2 separate regions of the Cricetulus griseus genome follow, and region 1 is linked to region 2. The links are chromatin contacts, called in public Hi-C maps. All regions are on one chromosome and are shown on one strand. Each heading gives the region's core, a stretch centred on a gene start, on an enhancer-like site or on the middle of the called end of the contact. The rest is flanking DNA. Distances are from core to core; before and after follow the strand shown.

Evidence for each region. Hi-C and Micro-C count contacts between places; a contact is called where the count stands out from the background.
Region 1: a contact with region 2 is called in a Hi-C map of the CHO-K1 cell line, with 3 times the contacts expected there. The contact joins the promoter of Taf12 here to the promoter of Phactr4 in region 2. A contact is called at or near these places in 3 of 8 Hi-C or Micro-C datasets (the CHL-YN cell line and the CHO-K1 cell line).

Annotation. Positions count from the first base shown.
Region 1 is chr2:20,973,958-20,976,745 of CriGri-PICRH-1.0, forward strand. Taf12 (transcription initiation factor TFIID subunit 12) reads right to left here and starts at 1,255. Exons shown (of 6, transcript XM_027399497.2): 1 at 1,122-1,255.
Region 2 is chr2:20,829,882-20,832,665 of CriGri-PICRH-1.0, forward strand. It overlaps Phactr4 (phosphatase and actin regulator 4), which reads left to right and starts at 1,254. Exons shown (of 13, transcript XM_035439554.1): 1 at 1,254-1,387.

The sequences.
Region 1 (2,788 bases), core at 5-2,504, 140 kb after region 2:
GTTATAATAGTAACCCAAGTATTAAAATCTGTACAAATGCCCCTTCTGAGTCTGAGGGTATTTGCTGCACATGGAAGAGTACTGAATAACCTGAGAATTGGCTCACCGAGACCCTAACCCTTCTTTGGACCCTCCTTTCCTTAAATGTAAAAGTATTCAAAGTGATCTTTTGATGCCCTTCCATCTGTGACAGTTTGTGGGTTCAGAGATCTGTACTCAAAAGGGCTGAATGAAATGGGGCTTAAAGCACTTATCAAGCATATAACGGGTCAAACTGCTTCCAACTTCATATCCGATTCACAATAATGAAGAAGAAAAACGAAGATGTCTCATGAGGGTTTTCTAGATTTGAGTATCTGACAGAGAAAAGTCTAACTGCAAAAAGCCAGATAGGCAGCGACAAGAAGTCTTTCCCCGAATATATCTTTCATCCCTTTGGGTACAGAGAACAGATTGCTCAATCTTTTCAAACCTCTTTCCCTTAGAGGCTGATCTACCAGCCACGATCCCTTAGATCCTCCACTTTTAAGAGCTCGGTCCTCACAGCCCTGTCCCTTCAGGAACACTTGAGTCTGAAGAAAGCCCCGATTCCGTCCCAAAAGAAGACCCAGTCCTCACTGCCCGTTTCTATTCCCTCCCAAATTCAAGTCTTCTCTGCTCGCTTCTGTCTCTCCGCTCCCTAAGTCTTTGCTGCCCGGTTTCTGAATCCTCGGGAGCGGGGACTTGGCTGTCCCGCTTCTGTCTCTTAGGAGCCCGAGTCCTCTCGCCGCTCCACTTTTACCTCTCTGGAGCCCGTGTCTTCACGCCCCGTTTCGTTCCTACCCTCGCCTCCTAAAAAGTACCGGTCCTCACCATCCAGTCCCTCTCAGACGGCTTTCCCTCAGATGCTGCAGAACTCACACACGTCCTCGTCCCCTAAGTCTCTCTCGTTCGGAGCCCGAGTCCCCAACAGCCGCTGCTCCTGCGAGCCCGAACCCTTCAAGTCGCGTCCCAAGAGCCTGGCTCCTCACAGCCCCGTCTCTCCTCCACAACCTAGTTCCTCAGCACTGCCCCTCTGTGGGTCTGGGTCCTGACGCCCTCCTCCCGCTCTTCGTCCTCCACTGCCAGGGCCCAAGACTCACAGGCAGCAGCGTCTATCTCCCCATGATATGCGGAGACTGCCCCAGTGAAGCTTTCGTCTCAGCAGCCGGTCCGACTGCGCGGCCCTCCCCAAGCACTTCCGGCACCGCTCCCCGCCTCCAACCCGGAAACGCGCGGCTCTTCCGGCCGCCGGGCGCGCGCCCGCCTCGCGCAGGCGCAGACTTCGCTCCGACACGTGGTTGAGCGGTGAGGCTGGCCGTGGGCTTCGCTCGCCGCTCGTGCTCTCCGCTGCGTGCGGCTGGCGTGGGCGAGCGCTGCGTCTCCCACCTCGGCGTGGGCCCCTGCCCTAGGTGTTTGTTACCGGATCGTGTCTCTGAGTGCTGCGACCGGTAACCGACGGCCTCGGGTGGCCCCCGAGTCGCCATTTTTGGTCGGTGCCTTTGTGTGGCTCTGAGGATGGGACAGCGATTCCCCACAGGGGAGCTGGCGGCGCGAGAACTAACTCGGGGACCAGAGAGGCTGCTTGGGCCCGTTAAATGGTAGTTTAAAATAGCTGAGCGAGAGCTCTCTGGGAGGAACTGCTTAAGCCCCCACTGGCAGTACGGCGTGTAACCGCGGAGGACACCTGTGCGAAGTTTACCAAGATTCCACCCAAGAGACGCAGGGAGAATTCACTCCAAAGCCTGGGTTGGTCCTGTAACCGTTAAGCTCTGAGCTTTGAGGTTCTTTTTAATCCACTAGATGCTTTGGGTTAAAAAGAACCCTATTCCAAATATACGAGGTATGTAAGCAACACGCACGCGGTTTCAGCATCTGACAGGGTTCCCAATAAAATGGAGACCCCACACACACGTGTATAGAAGACATCTCAGCTATGAACGTCCACAGGAATTGCGAAGAGCTTCACCGATCCGTCCCCAGTCTTTTATCTTAACATCCTCGTACTATCGGTCTCATCCAAAGCACTGAATGCTTTTTCTTTCTTTTTTTTGGATTTAATTTGTGAGTGTCAGGGTTTTGGCTTTATATAATATATATATATATATTGTGCATGCCTGGTACACAAAGGAATCAGAAGAGATTATCTGAAGCCTTGGAACTGAAGTTACAGATGATTGTGAGCCACCAAGTGACTGCTGAGATTAAACCCCGGGTCCTCTGCACCATTAAACCAGCTCCAGCCCTAACCTTTTTCTTTTTTTTTTTTTCCTTTTTTTTTTTTTTTTTTTTTGTTTTGTTTTGTTTTTTCAAGACAGGGTTTCTCTGGCTTTGGAGGCTGCCCTGGAAGTAGTTCTTGTAGACCAGGCTGTCCTCGAATTTACAGAGACCAGAGTGCTGGGATTAAAGGTGTGCACCACCACAGCCCAACCCTAACCTTATTTCTGCATTCTTTGAATTTCTGCATTTACTAAACCTTTTTTTTTTGCTGTGTGCTGGGTACATACTGGTTGGGTAAGCCAGGCGCCCTTGTCCTTACCAGTTCATAGGAAATGCACAAAAGGCAAGAATATCAATAAATTAAGTGATAAATCAATAATGTGAGTGACACAGGGTCCTAATTTACGGACCAAGAGATCCAGAGGGGTGAGGTTTGGTAGGTGGCAGGGAGAGACAGGTTGAAGAGGTAAGATGATTCATTCATTTTAGGCCACACCTTGTACAATATGTTAGTGATTTGGGATTTTATTTTATTATTTTATTCAGTGTG
Region 2 (2,784 bases), core at 4-2,503:
TCCCCTGGGGGCGGCTGCCACCCAGCTCCCAAACAAACATATGGGAACTTATTATTCCTTATGAATGCCTGGACTTAGCTTCTTTCTAGCCAGCTTTCTTTCTTTCTTCTCTCCCCCCGCCCCACACCTTTGTGTGTGTGTGTGTGTGTGTGTGTGTCCTGGAACTGACTTTGTAGACTAGACTGGCCTCTAACTCACTATCTGCCTGCTTCTGCCTCCCAACTGCTGGCATTATTATCATTTATTATTATTATTATTATTACTGTTATTTCCAGACAGCATCTGGCTGGCCTGTTTGTTTGTTTTTTTTTTTTTTTTTTTTTTTTTTTTTTTGAGACAGGATTTCATTATGTAGCTCTGATTGCCCTGGAACTGGTAGACTAAACTATTCTCGGACTCACAGCATCTGTCACCATCACACTTAGGAATACAGGTGTGTGCCACCATAACTGGGTTGTAATTTATTACTATTTTTTAATGTTATTGATTGTGTATTTGAAAGGCATACGTTTTCTCTTGTGTTTCTTTCTGCATGTATCATAATTTAAAAATATTTACATTTAGGCTAGGTGTGCACGCCTTTAAGCTCAGCATTTGGGAAGCAGAGGCAAGTGGATCTCTGTGGGCTCGAGGCCAGCATAGTCTACACAGAGAAACCCAGTCTCAAAGAACAAAAAGAAAGAACAAGTTACATATAGGTTAATATGGGTGTGACCCGTGTGTTTGGCTTTAGAAAGATCCTCCAGCAAGCAGCGAGGAGGGTGTCTGGCGGGTGATAGCCCTGGGTCCTGGAATGAGACAGGTGGTGGCTTCTGCTAGTTGATAGTGGGGAAAATACACAAACAGCAGGGAGTGTGGATGTTGAATGCGCTTAATGGGCCGGGTTCCTTACTTTCGCACAATATTTGAGGGTAACTTGTTTATTAGTTTTTTTTGCGCTTCGAATCGGCTCTGGGTAGTTTGAGACACAGGCTGTAGAACACCACGCATACATCAGCTCCTTTCTTGGGCATTGCGGGGAGTGTCCTCCCAAGCCCGGGGACCTTCGCCTCGCTCGGAACTAGGCAAGCGGCCCAAATCCATTTATGTGCCGTGCGCCGGCCGCTGGTGCGCATGCCCAGACCGGCAGAGCCGGGGGCTCGGCACCAAGCAGCTGAGGGCCGGCAGTTCCCGCCATTTTGTCTGGGTCGCCACACAGCTGGCCACTGCTGGCGACTACAAGTCCCGTGAGCCTCCGCGGAGGCACTTCCTATCCTCACTGTCCAGCCTGCTGCCCCCGCCCCCCTCCCCTGGGGCCGAAGGCTCTGGCTAGAACCAGGCAGCCAGAGACCAGGTAGGATTTCCGGGAGAAAGTGCTGTGGATCCTGAGGAGGCAGCGGCGACCTAGGTGAGTTCTCCAAAGTAGGGAAAGTGAGCGACTCGCGCGCTCTGCAGCCGCGGTCTCGGCTCGGCTGCGCTGAGGGTCGCGGGCGGGCGGGCCGGAGTGGGGGGTAACGGCGCGGGCGGCCGTCCGTGCAGCCAGGGCGTGGCGGGCCGTAGCCTCCTCCCTCGGCCCTCCCACAACGGTCCCGCTGCGGTGTCCCCGCCTGGGGCCGGGCCCGCGCACACTCGCGCTCTCCGCCCCCCCAGGCTCCGCGGGGCCCTTTTGTCTGAGCCGCTTCTCCGCCTTTGTGGCGCTGCGTGGAGTCTCGGTCTCCGGGGGAGCCCGCACGTCCTGCCGGGGGCCGCTCCCTGGGGATCCGGTTACAGTAACTGGATCGGGTCAAAGTCCATCTTTCAAAAGTGACCTCCCTCAGACCTCTGCATCCCGACTGAGCAGAACCGAGGCTTCGGAGCCTGGCATAGTTTCGGTGGAAATCTCGAGGTTATTGTCCAGTTTCTAAACGTCAGCCTCCCGCAGCTAGGGATCACAACTCAAGGCGCTTTTCTCCGCCAGAGGATGGTATCCAAGAAAAAGAAGTGAGGCTTGAAGCCCCAACCCCGGAAACTGAGAAAGAGTGGAATTGACTTCGATGTGTGTGGCAGATGGGGGGGGGGGTGTGTGAGAGAGAGTGGGCAGAGAACTCAAGTGAATCATTGCTTTAGAAACCTGAAAGAGTGTGATTTCTAGGGCATCACTCATTGCCTGCAAGTAGTCTTTGACACTTCATTCGCCCACGCAGCTCCTCGATTTCCCCAGACTGCATCCTTTTTCTTTTTTAAGCAAAAACTCTAAAGAAAAAGTCCGCTCATTGAAGAACTTTTTTTTTTTTTTTCTGTAGAGAAACCTAGAAACTCAGTATGTGATGGGTGATAAAATGTATTATTTTGGGTCACCGCTGAATTCTTGGATTTGATTCAATTTGGTTTTAGATCTTGGTAACTGCATGTCCCGTCAAAGACCCCATCGCAAGACTTAGCATAAGGGTAAAGTTTTATGAAGGCCTTTGAAAACTGACTAGTATTTAGAATTCCTGAGGGAAGACAACAGGGACTCCTTTACATGAATCAGGAAAGGTGTTTTGAGGCTAAATTCCCACCCTAGACACGTAGCCAAAAAAGTGTTCATTATTCTGTTTGGCATTTTATAATGGAAATGACTTGAAGGCTCTTGGATTGTGTTAATACTGTATAGAGATGGAAGGACCTTAATACTGGCTGTTGGTTGTGTCTTTACTAGCAAGTTGTGGGACATCCCTGAAACCCCCAATACTAGGTGGCTAAGGAGGGAGGATCATGGGTTCAAGACCAGCCAGGACTGCATAATTGAGACCTTATTTCAAAAAAAAAAAAAAAAAAAAAGTT